Linked DNA regions of Sus scrofa: region 2 is linked to region 1. Evidence: chromatin contacts called from public Hi-C data. All regions are on one chromosome and are shown on one strand. Each heading gives the region's core, a stretch centred on a gene start, on an enhancer-like site or on the middle of the called end of the contact. The rest is flanking DNA. Distances are from core to core; before and after follow the strand shown.

Region 1 (4,782 bases), core at 221-2,720:
CCAAACTCAAAAAACAGTTACCTACCAAGCACACTGCCTTTTTTTACCCATTCGTCATGTCACAGGCTTTTCTGGGATTCTGCCACATATGCAGACACTTAAATGTCTAGTTTCATGGCTGTTTCAGAGAATGGGGGTTTGTAGACAGCTGAGAGCTGGATGTCTGAGGTGCTGCTGTTTTTAGGAACATTTATGTCCATGTGAATAGTTTCGATCTGAAACCGCGCCTAACTATGAAATCTGAGAGAGTGAAAAGATTCCTATAAAATTCCAGGTGAGTCTGAGGTCTTTTTATGGTATGCATATAAAAAGGGTTTTTCTACATTCTTCTGTGTAATAGCGAAAGATGTATTTCATATTGATGTTTCACAGGAGATGTTAGTGAAATTTATGAATCATAACCATATCCTGGTCATTTTACTTTAGAAATATTACCTGCTTAGAGTAATTCTGGTAACTCAGTCTTTTGAAGGTTCCCTACATATGACTGCCTTCTACAGTGGAGGAGAGGTTTGGAAAGGGTTGTTTTCTTGGTGCAAAGGATCTAATATGTACTGCAGTTGGCGCCACACAGAATTGTCATTTCCTGGCAGGGGCTGTCCCCTTTAGACTTGGAGTTGGCACAGAAACATCATTGCTTAAGAGAGCCAGCCCATTCCTGAGTGCAGTTTGACAGGTCTTTGTAAACAAACTCCTTCAGCCTTGTTGAAATAAGGGACCATCTCAGCCCTCCCAGGTACAGTTCACAGTTATTGAGCAATTGTTGGCTTCCCTTTCATCTAAAATCATCATTGCAGGTAGGATGCTGGGTTACAAATTGCATCCACCTATACTCTTGGTACACAAAAGCACACCTGCCTGATGTTTTCTATGACATTCCAATGAGCTCGCACCTCTCATGAAGATGTGGCGAGTCAGGCTCCGCCCCCAATGCCTCGCCCAGTTCCCGGGCACAGAAAGCGGAGTGCCGTTCACACTGGGGGAATCAATGGATGAATGAGTTTTGATACCTCGAGCTTCCGATTGAGCATCAAAGAAAGGGGCCAGACCTCATTTATTTTACATCTGAGCCTTTCTTGGACAGTTTGGGGAGAGAGAGGTTTTGACACTGATGGCTTGAGATCATTGGAATCTTTGGAGCCTTTCCATTGCCCCTCCTGCTCTTTTCCTCTTTCTACCATGAACTGTCTGGGGTCTTCCTGTCTGCGCTATTCATTTCTCCGGACTCACGGGAAGGCCCTGTCATGGGCATTTTAAGTACTGCATGGATTTTGTCCTCAAAGTAAAGCTTCCTTTGCCAGCTCACACATGATGGATTTTGTTTTCCTCCTGCCCGAGGGTCAAGAGAGTGAGCATTTTTGTATTTATCAGTCTGCCTGGCCATTTCCTCCCTCCTCCCCTGCTGCCCTCTCCCTGTCTTGTGCAAGAACTCAGTGGGTCCGGTGCAGTGACCTCCTCGGGGTCAGACCCAATTCTGGAAGCCTTTGTGTGCTCATTTCCTTAAATAAGTGGAAGGTAAAATGTTTGAAAGCAGGGCAGCTGTGGGCTGTTCCAAAACATTGATGCTGGTTGTTTGTTTTTCTGGATTTTAACAAAGGAGTTTTTTGCCAGAAGACCTTTGCACTCCTGCTCATACCACCACCACCCCCCAAGGTACAAAAATACATAGCAAAAATAAAACAGAAGCCAGACTTAGGGCTATCTTACCAAAACAGGACTCCTTCCTTCTTTAGACTGTACAAACAAATGAGTTCCCCAGTTAAGTTTCAATCAATCATTCCTGATGAATTCAGTGCAAGTTTGGCTTTATCTTTAACTCAGACCACATTGTCTAGTCCTTGGGGCTTAGCTCTGTTTTCTCACCTTGTTTACCCACCAAATGGTGAGTCCCTTTGGAAAAAAAGAATAGTTTACTGTTGGGTTCCACCCCACCCCCCACCTTCCCGTGTGTTCAGCAGTTAGAAAAAAAATCTCTCTGAAATGTGTGCAGGGGGATAATAAGCCGTTTTCCTTGGGTGGTCTTAACAGCTCCATGGCTAGATTGCTCTGAAATTGAGATTCTCAAAGGTGACCTCTTGATGGGGCAGGGGGACTGCTGACTTTCTAACCTTTGGGAGGGAAGGGGACACAGCAGTGGGGGAGACAGCGTGGAGGAGCGGTAAAGAACAGAATTCTGAGGCCTTGAATCTTGGCTCTGCCTCTTCCCAAAAGAGGACCTTGGGCAAGTCCCTTAGCCTCCATGCCCTAGCAGGGTAATGGGAGCGCAGGTAATAGTCCTCAGGCCATATTATAGTGATTGAAGGACTTAGCATGTCTTAGGCACTTAGAACAGAGCCTGACACTTAGTAACTGTGTTTCTTAGAGAAAGTAAAAAGAACTGGAGGTGGGATAATGCCAGGACAAATTGGCGTCAAGAACTCCAGGGGAGGGGATTGATTTCAAATAAGAGATAATTGGCGGGAATAAAAGTGGCAGAGACAGCCAGTAATTGAGGAGCCAAAGGTAGACAATAGGGAGTTCCCTTTGTGGCTCAGTGGCTAACGAACCCGACTGGGATCCATGAGGTGGTGGGTTCCATCCCTGGCCTTGCTCAGTGGGTTAAGGATCTGGCATTGCCACGAGCTATGGTGTAGACTGCAGATGCAGCTCCAATTCGACCCCTAGCCTGGGAACTTCCACATGCTGCAGGTGCAGCCCTAAAATGCCAAACAACAACAACAATAAAAATGAAAAATAAAAAAAAGGTAGACAATAAGGTGACTATCTGGAGACACTAAGCGGCTTCTAGCTATTCAGGTGTGCGACCTCAAGCAAGTCGCTTAACCTCCCCATGTGTAAAAGATGACAGTCTTTTAGGTTCATTGCAACTCCAGAAATCCAAGGACCTAGCGTCCATGGTTAGTGATGTCCTAGGAGCCGAAGCTGGAGCATGGTTTCACGTAGGGTCAAGGAAAGATGATAGAGTTTACACCCGGTGTCTGAGCCATTTTCAGAGTGTGACTGTGAAGAAAGCATCACTGTGGGAAAGGCTGAGACCTGGAGGCATGGGGTTGAATGGCGTCATGATGATAGCGGCTCACTGCTGCCCAAGACTTTCATAGGTTTCTTGTGTGTATTCTTCCCATCCCCTCTCAAGCATCTGGTGCCATTTCCTACTTTTTGACCTTTCCTTTTCTAAGTTGCACATGGAAGGGCCTTGTTTAAAATCGCTCTCCTCGGGAAGGAAGAGAGTGGTGAGCTTACAACACTAGCAGCAACATAAAAAGCAGGTGCCAGTCCTCCGGATGAGTTCCAGCAAAGGGAGAATGCTTAAGTGGATTGCTGAAATCGTTCTGCCTAACTTGGTGGCATATTTTTGATATTATAATATTATAGTCCATCTGCATACCATTTTCTTATGGGTATTTTTTTTTGAGGGGGGCAGCGGACAGCTTTATTGTTCTCATTTTCCCCGTGGGCTCTTTAAATATTTCTATTTTACAAAGCAGCATTTGTTTTTGGTTTGTTTTTGTTTGCTTCTAGTGCTCTGACCCTGGATTGCTTGAATGTAAATTGATTGTGTTTAGCCACTGAGTGAAGGGTTCTCATTTCTGAGGAACAAACCTGTTATTCTGGCTTAAGATATGCAAACAGACTGTTCTCTACAGATTTCAGTATCTTTGAGAGGTGATGCTGACTACTCTGGCCTTTGGCAGCAAGATTTAAACACATATTCACCTTGGTTATAATAATATTTGTATCAGGTTGCGGTAAGACAGTGTTCCCAGATTTGAACCCAGAAAGAATTATGAAAGGAAAGTGCCTTCAATAGGCATGGTCATTCCACCTGTAGTCATCATGTTTTCCTTTCTTGGTTTTATTTTTTAAAGAATTTTTTTTTTCTTTTTAGGGCCGCACCTGCGGCATATGGAAATTCCCAGGCTAGAGATTGAATTGGAGCTGCAGCTGCCGGCCTGCACCACAGGCACAGCAATGTGGGATCCAAGCCGCATCTGTGACCTACACCACAGCTCCCCACAGTGCCAGGTTCTTAACCCACTGAGCAAGGTCAGGGATCGAACCTGCATCCTCATGGATACTAGTTGGGTTTGTAACGCACTGAGCCACAACAGGAACTCTCCAGAATATATTTTTTTTTAATCTGTTAGACGGTGCTAGGTTATGGTGCAGTAACAAATAACACTCAAATCTCAGTTGCTTCAAACAACACAGTGGGTTTTTTGTTTGTTTGTTTGCTTTTTGTTTGTTTGTTTGTTTGACAGTGCCCCTGGCATGAGGAAGTTCCTGGGCCAGGGATGGAACCCACACCACAGCTATAACCAGAGCCACAGCAGTGACCATGCCAAATGCTTAATGTACTAGGCCACTAGGGAACTCTAACACAGTTCTCATTATTGTTTATGTTACATGTCCATTGAGGGTTGGCTTCTGGTGGCCGGTAGGCCTCACTCGTGGATGTAGGTTGATGGAGTTTTCACCACCTAGAATGATGCTAGTTACCATGGTGAAGGGAAGGAAATATGGTGACTCATGCCCCATATCTTGTGAGAATTGGCTTGAAAGTAATATTATTTCTACTCCCATTTTATTGGCCAGTAAACGGAAGGCAAGTCAAGGCAAGTCAAAGGGCCATGCCTAACTTCAAATGGGCAGAAAAAGCTTAATCTTGTTCTTGGAGGGAGGAGAATCAGAAATATTTGGTAAACAGCACCAAATGCCTACCACAGACTTTACATAAGCCAGATAACGTCATGGATGCTATAGACACAAAAATGAATAGCA
Region 2 (4,997 bases), core at 2,323-4,822, 210 kb after region 1:
AGGCAAGAGACCAAGAGCCAGGAGTGCAACTCAAAGGGCAGGATTTCATATTTTAAGAAATAAATTTATTCAAGGAGTAAAGGACCATCCTCCACCTCTAAATTCCAGGATTTAAACTTTTATGCAGTTTTCTCTCCATGGTCAGCAAGGAGAAGGAGTTTTCTGGGCATGACTAATGATGGTTTGATTTTCCAAAAGCCAGATGGAGTGAGGGCTTGCTGTCATCCTAAGCTGACAGCAGCACCAGGCCATCTGGTCAACTAAAGTAGACAGCATTTCCTTGATCGTATTACTCTTAGACAGCCTAATTCCTCCTGCCTTCATTTTTGAGATGACTATCCCTGGACCATGAAGAATTTACTCTTAATCCTCTCTCAGAAATTGGATACAAAGTAGGTGAACTTTCTTCAGAAGTCAAGATGTTTTGTTTACTTCTCATCTCGATGAACCGAGAAGATGATTTTTCTAAAGTTTTATTTTCTTTACTATGACTTAGACCAAGGCTGATCTTAGGAGTAGGGGGAAGGAGTTTGTTTGAACACCAGATAGGTGCCATCAGCTGTGTTCCCACCTACTCTACCCCCAACAGAAGTAAGAAACAAAGCATAAAAAGCTGATATTCCACCATTAAATTGCACTTCTCTAAGAATTTCACATCTGGGGCCTCTGAGATTTCTTTGAAAATGAAAATAATCCTAAGTAAACATTTTGGCAAAATTCCTTAACACAACGTATTTAACATCTAGCGTATGGCAAGGAAGAGCTGGGGGCTGGAGAGGCATGTGGTAAAAGATGGAATAAAAAGTTGCTGATGGGAGGGTGCAGGGCAAATGAGCTTTTGTGCCTAGGTTCCAGCCTACAAATGGTCATAAACCGTTCTAGATGTTTCAGATTAGCCCAGCTCTGCAGAAAGACCGTCCTTACTTACATTTTGCCATCTGGTACACATTCTAGGTGTGCTGTCGCATAACTGCATTCCCCCAGATCTGTTTCCTGATGGCGCAAGTTTCTGCCCTGTCAGTCAAAATCAGTTGAGTACCCATTGGGTGCATTACTAATATGCTAAAGAAAAAAATAACAACAAAATGCTTCCTACTTTTCCCAATTTCATGAAAAGAATTTGGATTGTTCCTTTCAGAGCCATTTAGGATCCTGTCTTTCTGATGCTGATGGGGCCCTGTGAATTAAATGAATTTTTTAGTATTGCTAGTCGCTGGCTGAAGTCAAGGTTTTGAAACCCGCCCTAACGATGCTGCCACTCTGGATGTCAATGGCCTAACAGTAAATGGATGTCATCCGGCCTAACAAAACTGAGAAGATCTTTCACTGTCTTTCACTAACAAGACAGCTGTCTGCCTGGAGATGGGGATTTAGAAACTGTTTTGGTCTGATCACATGTGGAGTTCCATTTCATTTTGCTCTATCAGTCAAAAGCAATTAAGTGACGAGAGAGAAGCTGTTCGAGACATTATCCTTCGCAGAGAAAACCCTTTCCTGGTCCACCAAAGTGGCAAAGATCCAGAATCAGAAGACGAAGTTGCATGTCGACTGCCGGATCTGGAGAAAGATGACTTTGCTGCCAGAAGAGCCAGGATGAACCAGACCAAGCCAATGGTGCCACTGAATCAGCTTCTCTATGGTCCTTACCGGAAAAAAGAGCAGAGAAATCAGACGGCAGCAAACAGCTCTCGAAGGGAATCTCAGAAAAGAAAAATCTAGAACATAAAAGGTGTGCACTCTGTGTGTGTGTGAGAGAGAGAGGAGAATTAGGCAAGTGTGATTTGTATCATAACCCCCGTTCCTTTCTTTCCAGCCCTAATTGCATATAATGACTAGTCTTGGTTTATTTTGAGGTGGAACTCCAACTCCAGGTATCCAATCTCCCGGAAGGAAGTGCAGACGGCAGGGGAGTGGCCGTGTCCAAAGTAGAGCTGAATTCACCCCATAAATGCAGAGCTTCGGTGTGCAGATGTGCTGTATTTGGGCACATCACACATACAGGTGCTGGTGTCATAGACTGGCATTACTGGGGTAAATAAACACAGGCCATTGCTGATCAGAGAACAGCCACCTTCAAGGCTGCTTCAGTCCATTCATTGCAGACAGAAATCATAGTTATTCCTTAGGGATGAGCTCTTCTCTCTTTTTAGCACCTTTCAGATGTTAGGAGGGAAAAAAAAAGGAGGCTTTCCATTTCTTCTCTCACTCCACCACAACCACCCAGCCATCTGACAAGAGATTTCTCATCCAAAAAACTTCTCAAATATGGGGTTCCCGTCGAGGCTCAGTGGTTAACAAATCTGACTACGAACCATGAGGTTTCAGGTTCGATCCCTGGCCTTGATCAGTGGGTTAAGGATCCTGCGTTGCCGTGAGCTGTGGTGTAGGTCGCAGATGCGGCTCGGATCCCGTGTTGCTGTGGCTCTGGTGGAGGCTGTCGGCTACAGCTCTGATTAGATCCCTAGCCTGGGAACCTTGATATGCCCCAGGAGCGCCCTAGAAAAGGCAAAAAGACAAAGAAAACAACAAAAAAAAACACCAACTTCTCAAATATATAACACAATTCTATTTGTTCTATCAAAGAAATTATTTTTAAGTGAGTTTCCCTTCTCCCAACTTTTCTCCCATCCTCTTACGTAAGGAAAGGGAAATTAAATGAAATGGGATTTGGCCAGTGATTTTCACCCTAAGAGGGATATGACTGCATTCAATCAGTCAGCCTGCTAACTTTCAGTGTGCAGAGTTCATCATTCTTGTATTTTTCCTTATATTAAAATCAGTTAGGAGATCCCTGGTGGCCTAGGGGTTAAGGACCCGGCTTTGTCACTGCTGTGGCTTGGGTTCCATCCCAGGCCCAGGAACTTCTGCATGCAGTGAGTGCAGCCAAAAAAAAATTAACTTTGAGTTCGTATCTGTATTATTTAATTGCCATGTTTTTGGCTATCACTTAAGAGGTTTGTAAGTATATGGAACTAAGAATATAAATATCTCAACTGCGTTCTATACAATTAAAATGGCCCTTTGGGCAGAGCCACTGAGATCAGTGGAGTAGTTGGTGTTTTTTACAGTTTTTAATTTTTTTTTTTTTTTTTTTTTTTAGTGTAGGAAGTACCAGGTACAAAAGACATGGAAGGTCTCTGGACATTAAACACAAAAGACCTGGCGCATTTTTAAATAGGACACATTATAGCTTCAGGAGGTTTTTGGTCTTTGCAGTTCTGGTTGGCATGCTTGTCTGTAACAGACCATCCTCAGAAGGCCTTGTGGGAGGGATCAGTTGTTGCAAGTGAAACAAAGGCTTCTGGATAACTGACCAGCATCAAGTCATATTGATGGGAATCAGCAACTTGAGTGAGGAAAAGGAGTAGCTTTTGCACCTCCGTTTTTTCCTGTCCCCTCCATGCAATTTTAATTCCTGATATTTCCAGCCCCATTTATCTGTTGTCACCTGACGCTGTGTTTGGGGACACAGCTGTGGGTCTGGAACAGCCCGTGATCTCTCTAGAGCGCATCAAAGAACTGATTTTTAAAACAGAAGAACGCTCCCTCGTGGCTCTTTGCTACACTGTCTCTTGATGCCCTTCCCCAACCTAAAAAGTCAGTGGAAAGTTTTGTAACCTTCATATTTGCATAGGCTCTGTAAAAATACCACATGGCCCAGGTTACAAAAGAATACTTTCTGGTTTTCTGGCATAGAAGATATATTTTGGGAAAAAAAAAATTGAGGAGCACTATTTATATATATTTTTGAGCTTTTTCTGTCTCAAGAAACATATTTAGTTGGAAAATGACTCTGAATGTGACAGAGTGTGCCTTTAGAGGCCACAGCTTCGGTTTAAATGACAGTGTTGTCAACATTAGCCATCTAATGTTCACTTCTTAGGAAAAAAGACTGAAAAGATCAGTTTTAGCATTAGTAACGTTCCCGACACAAGAAACAAGAAGGAATTGCCTCTGTGGATCCAGGTAAAGCAGACAGCCTCTTCAGTTTACACTGGCCACACCTTATCAATGCTCTCACGAGACAGGGGCCGAATCTGAACACTGAAGCTTTCGCTTCAGCCTTGACCTACCCGTACTTTCTGGCAGTGCGAGGGGTTTATAGCTGAAACGTTTAATATGTGAACAATGTCCCAGCCATCTCCACACTAATCCTAGAATTTGGATCATGCAGAGCTCGTTACTAACATTTTACTGCTGCAGTAAAGGACATTCCAGGAGGGCTCCCGGATTCAATCAGAAAACTTGAATTCATTCTAGTAACTTGAATAGTGTGGGAATTGGGCATCGTTGCTGTTAAACCAACATCCCATTACCATTCTTAATAGTCTTCCGCGAGCCCTGGCTTCTCTTCCAAAACCAAACTAGAAACTGTCATCTGGTGGGAACACTGTCTCGTTACAGTGTCAAAAGGGTAGCAGAGACCTGAGGAATCGAGCTTGCAATTGATCCCATGTTTTTGAGAAAGGGGAAGGTGCTTCCCTCATCCTGTTCTGTCCTCCGCCTCTGAGCTTCCGTGCCTGACATGCTGTTTGTCTGCTCCCCTTTCTGGAACCTGATATTTCCGGTGACGCGGGGAAATTGACTGGATCAAATTGACAGAAACCAGGGCCACACTGAAGAGGTGAAGCCAAGGGTGACCTGTATTGTGCGGGCTCAGGAGCATGAACCTGCAGGCGAGGGACTCAGGAAGGTCCCCGATCTTTACAAAGATGACCTGGCCCAGCGGAGGATTCAGGGCAGGCTTGGTCCTCACCGCGAGGCCCCGAGCTTTGTCACCGTGTCCAATATAACAGAAGCCGACCTGGAGACGTGGGAGAGGCTGAAAGTGTCAGGAAAGACGAGGTGTGTCATATTTTCTCCTGGTTTCTCCCTAACAGTGGTCTCATTTAACTTTGAAAGAATCAAATACTTATCCTTCTATTATTTTTAAATTTTTATGGCCAGGAAAAAGTGCCTCTCAAAACACAGGGCATATGCTGCATGAGTGGAAACGT

Evidence for each region. A called contact is a pair of places that touch in the nucleus more often than the background predicts.
Region 2: a contact with region 1 is called in a Hi-C map of liver, with 2.9 times the contacts expected there. The contact joins two enhancer-like sites. A contact is called at or near these places in 3 of 47 Hi-C or Micro-C datasets (all in liver) and 1 of 2 datasets of contacts at active chromatin or transcription factors (skeletal muscle).

Annotation. Positions count from the first base shown.
Region 1 is chr8:32,506,486-32,511,267 of Sscrofa11.1, forward strand. All of the region lies in intron 1 of LIMCH1 (LIM and calponin homology domains-containing protein 1), which reads left to right. Among named protein-coding and RNA genes, the nearest start is that of LIMCH1, 76 kb to the left of the region's middle. Within about 2 kb of position 1,471, at least 9 of the 83 cell types and tissues checked have an H3K27ac peak or open chromatin away from gene starts, as enhancers often do. A contact at or near this core is called in liver, where this site is marked.
Region 2 is chr8:32,714,744-32,719,740 of Sscrofa11.1, forward strand. It overlaps LIMCH1 (LIM and calponin homology domains-containing protein 1), which reads left to right. Exons shown (of 35, transcript XM_021101157.1): 10 at 1,428-1,654; 11 at 1,657-1,729; 12 at 4,603-4,845. Among named protein-coding and RNA genes, the nearest start is that of PHOX2B, 130 kb to the right of the region's middle. Within about 2 kb of position 3,573, at least 3 of the 83 cell types and tissues checked have an H3K27ac peak or open chromatin away from gene starts, as enhancers often do. A contact at or near this core is called in liver, where this site is marked.